3 separate regions of the Mus musculus genome follow, and all the other regions are linked to region 1. A link is a contact called in public HiChIP or PLAC-seq data. All regions are on one chromosome and are shown on one strand. Each heading gives the region's core, a stretch centred on a gene start, on an enhancer-like site or on the middle of the called end of the contact. The rest is flanking DNA. Distances are from core to core; before and after follow the strand shown.

What was found. HiChIP or PLAC-seq counts read pairs in DNA pulled down with a chosen protein or histone mark.
Region 2: an HNF4G HiChIP or PLAC-seq map of pancreatic cancer cells shows a contact between it and region 1. The contact joins the promoter of Elp1 here to the enhancer-like site in region 1. A contact is called at or near these places in 2 of 39 promoter capture datasets (cranial neural crest and maxillary cranial neural crest), 1 of 15 datasets of contacts at CTCF or cohesin (large pre-B cells), 2 of 484 Hi-C or Micro-C datasets (the HPC-7 cell line and adipose-derived mesenchymal stem cells) and 7 of 115 datasets of contacts at active chromatin or transcription factors (embryonic forebrain, embryonic hindbrain, embryonic stem cells and 4 more).
Region 3: a contact with region 1 is called in an H3K27ac HiChIP or PLAC-seq map of embryonic stem cells, with 9 read pairs. The contact joins two enhancer-like sites. A contact is called at or near these places in 6 of 39 promoter capture datasets (the 3T3-L1 cell line, the C10 cell line, cranial neural crest and 2 more), 1 of 484 Hi-C or Micro-C datasets (cerebellum), 2 of 115 datasets of contacts at active chromatin or transcription factors (embryonic stem cells and large pre-B cells) and 1 of 9 other capture datasets (embryonic stem cells).

The regions. Positions count from the first base shown.
Region 1 is chr4:57,273,544-57,276,762 of GRCm38.p6, forward strand. The region is part of intron 1 of Ptpn3 (protein tyrosine phosphatase, non-receptor type 3); the gene reads right to left. Among named protein-coding and RNA genes, the nearest start is that of Gm12536, 25 kb to the right of the region's middle. Within about 2 kb of position 1,743, at least 45 of the 459 cell types and tissues checked have an H3K27ac peak or open chromatin away from gene starts, as enhancers often do. A contact at or near this core is called in embryonic stem cells and pancreatic cancer cells, where this site is marked.
Region 2 is chr4:56,800,574-56,803,792 of GRCm38.p6, forward strand. Elp1 (elongator complex protein 1) reads right to left here and starts at 1,758. Exons shown (of 37, transcript NM_026079.3): 1 at 1,586-1,758. Abitram (actin binding transcription modulator) reads left to right here and starts at 1,756. Exons shown (of 6, transcript NM_001081420.1): 1 at 1,756-2,153; 2 at 3,023-3,074. The coding sequence starts at 2,039.
Region 3 is chr4:56,930,603-56,933,821 of GRCm38.p6, forward strand. All of the region lies in intron 3 of Tmem245 (transmembrane protein 245), which reads right to left. Among named protein-coding and RNA genes, the nearest start is that of Tmem245, 15 kb to the right of the region's middle. Within about 2 kb of position 1,624, at least 27 of the 459 cell types and tissues checked have an H3K27ac peak or open chromatin away from gene starts, as enhancers often do. A contact at or near this core is called in embryonic stem cells, where this site is marked.

The DNA.
Region 1 (3,219 bases), core at 493-2,992:
GGGAACTTCTATAGATGATTCTCGGTCCCACCTCCCATGGGAATTCAGTGCCCTGGGCCTTTAGGAACCCCTCAAAGGGCAGTCTGGAAGCTGAGATCGCTGAGGTCCAGACAGTGGCTCTTCACACGGCTGGCCTTGGAACACAGCGAGGTCTGCAGGGCAGATAAAGTATCCTCACACAGACACTGAACAGAAAACCAAGGTCTTCAAGGAGGAAGCCGGGAAGGAAAGCAACAGGAGCCGCATGCCAACCACAGGCAGGGCTTTGCAAGGCCATTTCCCCCAGGCAACCTCTTATCCCTGTGCTAGCTAGCATCAGGGATGATCCTAGCACTGAAAACTGAACCGTGGCTGGTGATGCTTCCCAGCATGGCCCGAGTATATTTAGGGAGACTTTTCCCTCCTCCCTGATTGTCACACGAAGGCCTTGGAACCTAAGGACAGTGTCACTAAAAGTTGTTTCGTGAAAACTGCAGAATATTTTTCCGGCAATTGTCCCTAAAACAAACCTTGATAAGAGCTTGCTTGACATAGATGCTAAACTACATATTACCGAGCCAGGAGGTGTTTCCAGATTGTCTTGAAACTGTGTCTTAAACAATCTGGCTGGACAATAGATGCTGACAGATTGCCCTGTTTCCTGTACCGCAGCCATTGGGGAACTCGGGGGTTCTATGGCTTCCTTTATAAGCCTCTTAATTCCAAACAAAGCCAAAACCCAAACAGGAACACACTGGCCTCAGGAACCAGGGACATCACAGCTGCAGACCAAGCCACTGACATCATGGGAGCTGAGCCTATTTGCACAGTGTTTCAAATCAAAGAGCACTGGGGTAGCGGGAACACTGGCTGTGGGTTCTACTGTGATTCAGATCTTAATCAAAGATGATATTCTGAGAACATATTATAGAAAAAGCATGATCTCATTATGCACACAGCTGGGGCTCAGTAAATATTGCAGAGGGAATACATAGGTGCCTAGCATGGACAGGGAGTAGACATGCATTAAAAGGCACTGTTTGTTTATTACCATTGAGGCGGGGTCTCATGTAGCCAAGGCCTGAACATAAGGCTCTTAATCAATGCTAAGTTTCTGATGTGAACAGGAACTGACTATAGAATCCAGATTTTGTAGGGCTATCTTAATGTCAAATATCTCACACATTTATAAAGACTTCATTTCTATAATGTTATCCCTTTTAAAGCAACTCACTGGTGTTCAAAGGCAGTTGCTACTATAGCTGTTATATGCCTCTGGAAAAAGAAATTGGGCCTTTACTTTGAGAATGCACGTTTCAGGGCCCAGGGATGGAGCTCGGTGAAGTTGCTCAGTTTGTATAGCAGGCCTAGGGACCAGGATTTGATCTCCAGCCCTGTATAAACTGGGCAACATCCACCTGTGACCCCAAACCCTCAGGAGTAGGTGGAGGCAGGGATAGCAGAAACTTAAGGCCATAAGACTTTCAGAAAAAGACAAATGGATATTGATTCCATTTAATTTAATTTATTTGAGACAGGGTCTTATATAACCTAGGCTGGCCTAGATGCTTCGATGTGGTAAAGGAGAGACTTGAAAATCTTGGTGCTATTAGATGTCAAGGCATGCCCCACCACAACCAGATCTTTTAAAAGAAAACAGTCTGGATTTATAAACAAATGTGTTGAGTATTCTGTTAGTGAACCGTGGAACCTCGAGACTAGAGCCAACCCAGGTAATCACATTCAGGCTGACCTTGCCAATACTGCCATCTAGTGGCCAGCAGAGGAAAGCTCTTGCCTCCAACCCTACGACTTAGGGGGAGACACAGGTTGGCTGTGTTCTTGTTTACTGTGCAATCAATCACTCTCCGGCTGGCTATGTAACAATTTCTCTGCGGCTCAGCTTCTTTGTCCTGATCCTTCCTCCCTGCTGGGCTGAAGAAAGCTTTCTTCCTTCCTCTTTTTTCTTCCTAATTCTGAGCATCAACAGATGATGGATCTGCCTGACAGGGAGATTTCTAGCACAGAAAGGAACACAGCGTCCCCATCAGCCTCGTGATGACTCACCAAATCAATACCAATTCTCATCAATTATCAATATTTAATGGATGGGACATAGAAGGTTTATTTGGCCGCTGAGAGAATATCAGTGTTGCCTTTTCTTTTTTCTTTTTTTGCTGGGATCATGGAAGCTGGGCTGCATTTTTTTTTAAAACAATTTAGTCTTGGTGCAGGAAGGGAGGGGTGGGGGTGAGGGAAATCAACCAGGCCCTTAACAACCACATCACATGCTTTATGATTCTCCCAGGAAAAACATAAACCAGTTCTTCCACCACTGCCTCCGCCTGACAGGCAATGCCCCCAGGCTTTGGTTTGGAACCAGGATAAGGTGCCCGAACATTCTAAAGGAAGTGAGAATGCCTTCTGCAGATAAAACTTTACAGGAGTGCGGAGATGAGTCTGTGGATAAGGCACTCAGCATCCAGCCTGAGGACTGGAGTATGGGAGTTCGGATCCCAGCACCTACATAAAAACCAGGCAACATAAACCGGGCGTGGTGGCACATGCCTTTCATCCCAGCACTTGGGAGGCAGAGCCAGCCTCTGAGATTTCTGAGTTTGAGGCTAGCCTGGTCTACAAAGTGAGTTCCAGGACAGCCAGGGCTATACAGAGAAACCCTGTCTCGAAAAACCAAAAACCAAAAACCAAAAAAAAAAAAACAAAAAAAAAAAAAAAACAAAAAAAAAAAAAACAGGCAACATGGCCATCTGTAACCCTGGAGGCAGGCGGGCTCTCTGGCTGAGGAGAATCTACAAGCTCCTGGGTGAGTGAGAGGAGGTATCACATGGGTACAGACACACACTTACACGTAATTTAAAAAATAAGAGGAAACCAGGTGTGAGAGCTTATCCTTTAATCCCAGCACTCCTAAAGCAAAAGCAGGTGGGTCGCTTGCACATGCTTGTGAGACACACACACGGCCATGTGTACAGACCCCAGGGTTTGCTCTTAGGCACATGCTACAGGTCTGGTTATCATTTTACCTGTACATATTTTAGCACTGATCTCCCAAGACCAAGTTTATTTATGTATTTCAAAATCACAGTGAAACCACAGCACTCAAGAAAGCAAACACTGACCAAGCGTTTATCTTAGAGCTGACAGTAAGATTTTACAAATTATCCTGATCCTTCCTTTCCTCCTGTCCCGGGATGCAGTCTGAGACCACGCATACTTTAC
Region 2 (3,219 bases), core at 508-3,007, 470 kb before region 1:
AGCCCCAGGCTTCATCCTGAGTTTCTGAGCCTCATTCTCAGTCTAATCCCAGTGTTACAGGGCCTTTCTATGAGGTGTTGGGTCCTGATGATGCCAAAATCTGCCCTAGTGTTGCTCCCTACCCATGGGAACTGCTTCCTTCCACTTGCCTTCCAAATTACTTGTTTTTCATTTTTTCTTTTTCTTCCTCCTATAGCAGTTTAAGTAATTCTTCATAATAATCCTGCTGAAATACTGTCTGGCCTCTACTGGACCCTGACTGATAAAACACAGCAAGGCAATCTGAGTTTTTAAAAGAATTACCGAGTTCAGGTCTGGAAAGACTGCTCAGAGGTTAATGAACACTGGCTGCTCTTCCAGAGGACCTGAGTTCAGTTCCCAACACCTACACAGCAGATAACAACTATCTATAACTCCAATTCCAGGGAACCCCATGCCTTCTTCTGGCCTCCATGGTCACTTGGTAAAAAGGCAAACTCATTAATCTCTCTAATGCCCCAATTCTTTTAGCATGAAAACCGACTTCTCTAAATTGTCATTCTGACACTGCTCACTCATTTAACTTTTTGGAGTTACACAGTCCTGTAGTTTTCTCAATGCTTTCAAAGTTAGGAAACATCTTCCAAATGTTTCTAGGATCATAATCTGCTAACAGCCTTCCTTTGGCACCTCCAACTGCACCTCCCTTGACTCCACCCACACATGTTCTAAGAGGTGCTTTCATACAACTTTGATCATGTCCCAAAATTCTGACCATTGATCCACTTTCTCCCCTACCTTCAGGCTTGGTAGCTCACTAAAGGGAAGATTAGATAAACCTATATACCTTGTAAATGAACAAGACCAAACTAAACATTAAACTCACATTAAAATCAATCCTGATATTATCATAAGCTGACCCTTACAAGCATATGAAATGCAACCTGAAAAACAGAGAACCTGCTGATCTCTTATCAAATAATAGCTCATCCTGGCTTGGGACTTATTGTCATCTCTGTTTCCACAAACTAAAATTTGTCTTTGTCTCTTTTTCTTTCACTTACACATCGAGATATTTGCTGGTTATATATCATGGTTCTCAATACGCAAACGAATCCTTTACACAATACCTAAGATCCGTTATGTGACTTACAACAAAACCTTGCCAAATGTTAGGCCCTAAAGACAAAAGACTATAAAATCACAGCCATCACAGAAATCCCGGCTTAGGTACACCAGGTAGGGAAGCACGAGATACACTACTTCATAGAAAAGTCCCAAATGCGAGCGAGAAGGGACCCGCAGCACAGCACAGAGGCCTCTATTTACCTATCACCTTCCACGACAAGCTGGTAGAGGTTTTATCTACACGCTACAAGGAAACCCGCAATTGGGGTACCGGACCCTCATCCCTCGCAGCGCCCCAAGACGGCCCCGGGGAAAACGTGTACAGAAAGCATCCGAAACTCGAAGAAAGAAGAGGTCCACGCCCGGCCCGCCGGCGCGCGCAGGCAGAAGCGCGTGCATCTCCCCTGCACCAGAACAGCCCTGGACAGCAAGACCAGGCCGCACACAGCGGCTCGGACTGGGACGGGCGAATGCTCACCTACGACGCCCTCGAGGCGGCTCCGAGCCCTCACGGCGCACTGGGTTTGGAAAGGAACCGCCGATGCACACGGGAGACGAGAAACACGATCCACTGAAGGGCGAAACACGCCAGGTAGCACCAGAAAGGCGGCGCGGACGTGGCGTCACCCGCGAGGCGCGCTGAGTGACGTCACCGGGTGGGTGTGGCCAGACGCGCCTCCTCAGGAGCTCGAGGGTGCTCAGAGGGTCCAGGGGATCGGGGAGCCCTCACCCGGCAGAGGCAGGACCTTGCTGTCTGCTGTCCCTCAGCTCTTTGACACCCGGTTGTTTTTGCCCCACAGTTGGGCTTTGGCCCAGGATCACAGGTGACTGGGGTCGGGGAGGGAGTTTGGCCGCCAGCCGGGGAGTCGCGCGCGTGCGCACGACACCAACCGGCTCCCACGCGCCGGAACTACGCTCCTGGACTAGAGGGATGGAAGAGCTCCGCTGCCCCGAAGCCAAGCTGGCGCCACCAGAGGTAGTCATAGCTACCGAAGCCCCGCCACCCTCCCTTGTGGATCGATACTTCACTCGCTGGTATAAAGCGGGTAAGTGCGGGATGGTGGTGAGCTCCGCTTTACCGCACGGGTGCAGGCACTTCTGCCACGCGATGCAAGCCACCCGTGCTCTTCCCTGAGCATCCTAGTCCCAGGAATACAGATTTGCGCTGATGAAGAGCTAAAATAGGCGCTTTCCTTCGTGGGAACCGCAGCGCCATGTGTGGGTTGTTTGCAGGAAAGGACGTGAACTAAACTAAGGAACTCCGCGTTGGTCTATCTGGGCTTTCCCCACACTACTAAGGGTTGGTGTGCTTGGAGGGATCAATCCTACGCCGAACCGGGAAGAAACCTTAGGCATGGAGAGAAAAATTAAGAAATGTTAAGGAAGCAGTATCTAGTGTTAAGAAGAAACTGTGCATATTGTCCACTGGACGTTTGAAATAGGCTTCTCTGGTGTTCGTTCTGCCAAGAAAATACCGATACCACCTTTGGGGATCCTCCTCTAGCCTCTATTTTAGCCTTTTTAAATTCAGGGAAACCGGTAGACCCACATATAATATTTAGGATAAGCATCCTAAATTCTCTTTAGGACTGAATTTAAAAAAAAACGTGTGATTTTTGCATACCATCAAGACAGCCTCACAAAACACCACCATAATGTCAGCAATGTGGCGCTTATAATAGTGTTTCTCTAGGTGTACTCATTTTAAAGTGACAAGATGGAGGAGCTAAGAATGTTACCTGCCTTAACACTGAGTAAAGGATTCTATGTAAATTAGGCCACTTAAAATACTTCATAGCCTTTATTTACTTTGCCCACTGTGCTCAGCTTCGCAATGAACAATCTTCATGAACCAAAGGAGGTAATCACGTGGTAAATGCCAGTTCAACAACCTGCGACTCATTTATTCCTCTAGATGTTAAAGGAAAACCCTGTGAGGACCACTGTATACTCCAGCACTCCAACCGGTAAGCAAACCGGGAATCTTAAACTATCAACACTTTCCTTCTGGTAGCTAGCCTGGTGCGGTCTTGGGTCGGGTATGAGCATTCATGAAACTGTCTTCTGTGGTGTTGAAACGGTGTTATAGGAGTGTGTTGGCAAGTCTTGTTC
Region 3 (3,219 bases), core at 374-2,873, 340 kb before region 1:
ACAGGGTCAGGGTCAGGGTCAGTATGGGGGCACTGTCTAAGTCCAAAGAAGGCCACAGACAAGACACAAAGTTGGAGTTAATATAAGTCTACCATTAGCAGATTAATTCCCCAGTGTTGATGGGAAAGCACATGCTGATATGAGTATAAATAGGAAGCTACTTCTTCATCTGCTGTGTTCCCAGAGTAATGACGAGAAACCGAAAATACCTGCTACTGACACCTGTACTGTACACAGGAATGCTTGCTAGCCCACAGTGAGCAATGAAGGCTGCTTCCCTTCACACCTTCCTCTCAACAGCTTCTAGTGCACAGGGCCTGGATATAAACGCAGTTGCTCTAGGCTCTAAGGGTAGCTGTAGTAACTGCAGAGCAGGAGATGGACACTTGGCTTTGTTCCTCTTCTTTCTACGTGGGCTTCACTGGACCAGCTTGTTCTTTCATAGCATGTGCTCTCCCCAGAGCTTCCTGCAAAAGTGGGTTTCTTTCTTTCTTTTTTCCTGCCCCCCCCCACCCCCGCCAAGTTCTTTCTTGTGTGGTTTTTTTTTGGGGGGGTTTTGTTGTTGTTGTTTTGAGACAGGGTCTCACTATATAGCCCTGATTGCATGACTTTAATTCTAGTATTCCTAGGTCTCTAAGAGTTCCAGGCTAGCCAGGACTACACATTGAGATATAGTCTCAAAAAAACAAACAAATATAAGCATATCTGTCCTGGAACTCACTCTGTAGACCAGGCTGGCCTTAAACTCAAAGAGATCTGCCTACCTCTGCCTTCCAAGTGCTGGGATTAAAAGCATGCGCCTACCTTCTGGCTAGCAAAGATACTTCTAACGGTTACTAACTAGCTGAACAGCTACCAGGTGGGCCACACTACTGCTCCAGGCTAACCATCTTGGATTAGAGACACATCAGAAGCCTGGTTTTCCTGATTTAAAAAAAAAGATTTTATTATTTTCCCTTCACTTTATTTTCTATTTGTTGGTGTTACAGCTGGATGTATGTCTTTGTTCCACGTGCCTGCAGTGCCCACAGTTCTGATCTGCAACAGATGGTTGGTGCTGGAAATAGAACTCAGAGCCTCTGGAAGAAGAGCCAAAGCTCTGAAGTGCTGAGCCATCCCTCTAGCCCCTTTTTTGTTCTTTCCATTTTAGTTGTGGGGTAGAGAGAGGGTATCTGTGTGGGCAGTGGGCCGTGCCCCCAGACAGAAGATCCCGCAAGGTTGAAGCAGGTTCAAAATCCCTGGGAATTTTCATAATTGAGAAAGGTAGGTCTTAGAACCAACTCCTGGCCAGGGTCTCCATGTCTCAGACCACGTGACCACAACACCCCACTAAAGTCTTTTCCCATGTAAACAGAGCATCCCTAACATCTCAGACTGAGCCAATGAGAAGCATTTACCCCTAGATCCCACCCCACCCCAAAATGTCTATAAGGTCCCTTCTCTACAAGGAATAAAGTGCTCCAGTTATTTCACCAAGAATCATCTGCGAGCACCTATTTAATAGAGCTGTAACACTCTAGGGAAGAGTTTTCTCTCAAGCTTTTTCTGCTAGACCTCAGCCCCACCCAGCAGGCCCCGATCAAGCTTTCAACACCGCAGCTATCTAACCCCATTCACGATTAATCACAGCCACATCCTGACACTCAGCAACTTCAGCTTCTACCAGCCAGCTCCTGCATACCACTGCGAGCCACTAACTCCAGGGTTGCGACTGCATCAGAAAAGGTCTCCAGCAGCCTGCTCTACCCTAGCTTCCCCAAGGACAGTTCTAACATTCTGGCTGTTCCAGCCAGGCCAGCACCCCTCGGAGCTTTTGTTCTGGCCTGACTAGGGGTCCTCAGATTATGTTCTGCCTTCCTTCCCGGATCAGCCTGCTGGCTGTGCTCTGGTATGCAAACCAACAACTGTGTGCAGATTCCCGGAGACCAGAAGATAAACGTTGGGTTCCATGGAACCAACCATGGAGTTATAGGCAACTGTGAGCCACCTGACATGGGTGTTGGGAACTGAACTCTGGTCCTCTGAAAGAACAGTGTGTGCTCATAACCAATGAGCCACTTCTCACTTTTGAAAAGACTCATCTCATACTCAGAACAAATCTCTGAATCCAAATATCCAACATACACAAAAAAATGAGTCTCACTGGATTGCTTAAAAAAATAGGATGGACCCCCAAGATCTCTCAGACACTGGATCACCAACCACGCAGCATACACCAGCTGCTATGAGGCCACCAACACATACAGCAGAGGACTGCCCTGTCTGTGTTCAGAGATGATGCACCTAACCCTCAAGAGACTGGAGGCCCCAGGGAGTGTAGAGGTCAAGTGGCATTGAGGGTGGGGACATCCACATGGAGACAGGGGGTGGGTGGGTGAATAAAATATGGAGTATAAAATAAACAAATTAATTTAAAAAAATAGGATGGCATGTTAACATCACCAAGGTTCATCATTGGTGAAAGTAATGCTGGTATTTTCTCTATAGGCCAAGGGAACGCACTGTCACTTTTTTCCAGGGGTGGTGTTTGAATGTTTGCCCCATCCAAAGCTCATGGTGCACTGTAATAATATTAAGGGTGCCACGTGAGGCTGCAATGAGAAGGTGGGCCACCAGATGTGGACACCCTGATTCATACACCAACCCTTCAGAACACTGTTGGCACCTCACTGCATCAGCCAGCCTGTGCAAACGACAAGGAGGAGTCTAGCACAGAAGATAAACTAGGACAGAGGTCTCTACCTAGTGGACAGCATCCAGTGGACAGAGAAGTGATGAGCCAACTGGGCTAACAGTAAGAAAGGTAATGACAGCTACAACTGAGCCGAGCCAAGACAGCAGTGTTGATACTTTCACTATGGATAATTCCTGATCACTCAATGTGGCAAGGAAAGGAAAAGAACAAGGGGCTGAATGAAGGTCACGGACCTTGGCTTAAATCATAGCTCCACCCATGTGACTGGAGGTGCCTCAGAACCCCAGAAATGAAACACCTTCATCAGCAGATGGAGGTACCATCAATTCCATTTCATTTGTTTTGGTTTGTGTTTTGCTTGTTTGCTGTTGTTGATGGTGGATTTCTAAAGACAGTCCATTTGAAAGTACCTCATAAAGCTAAAGCCATGGCTCGGTGACTAAGAGCACTGGCTGCTCTTCCAGAAGACCTGGGTTCAATTCACAGCACCCGAATTGCAGCTCCATCTCTAACTACAGTTTTGA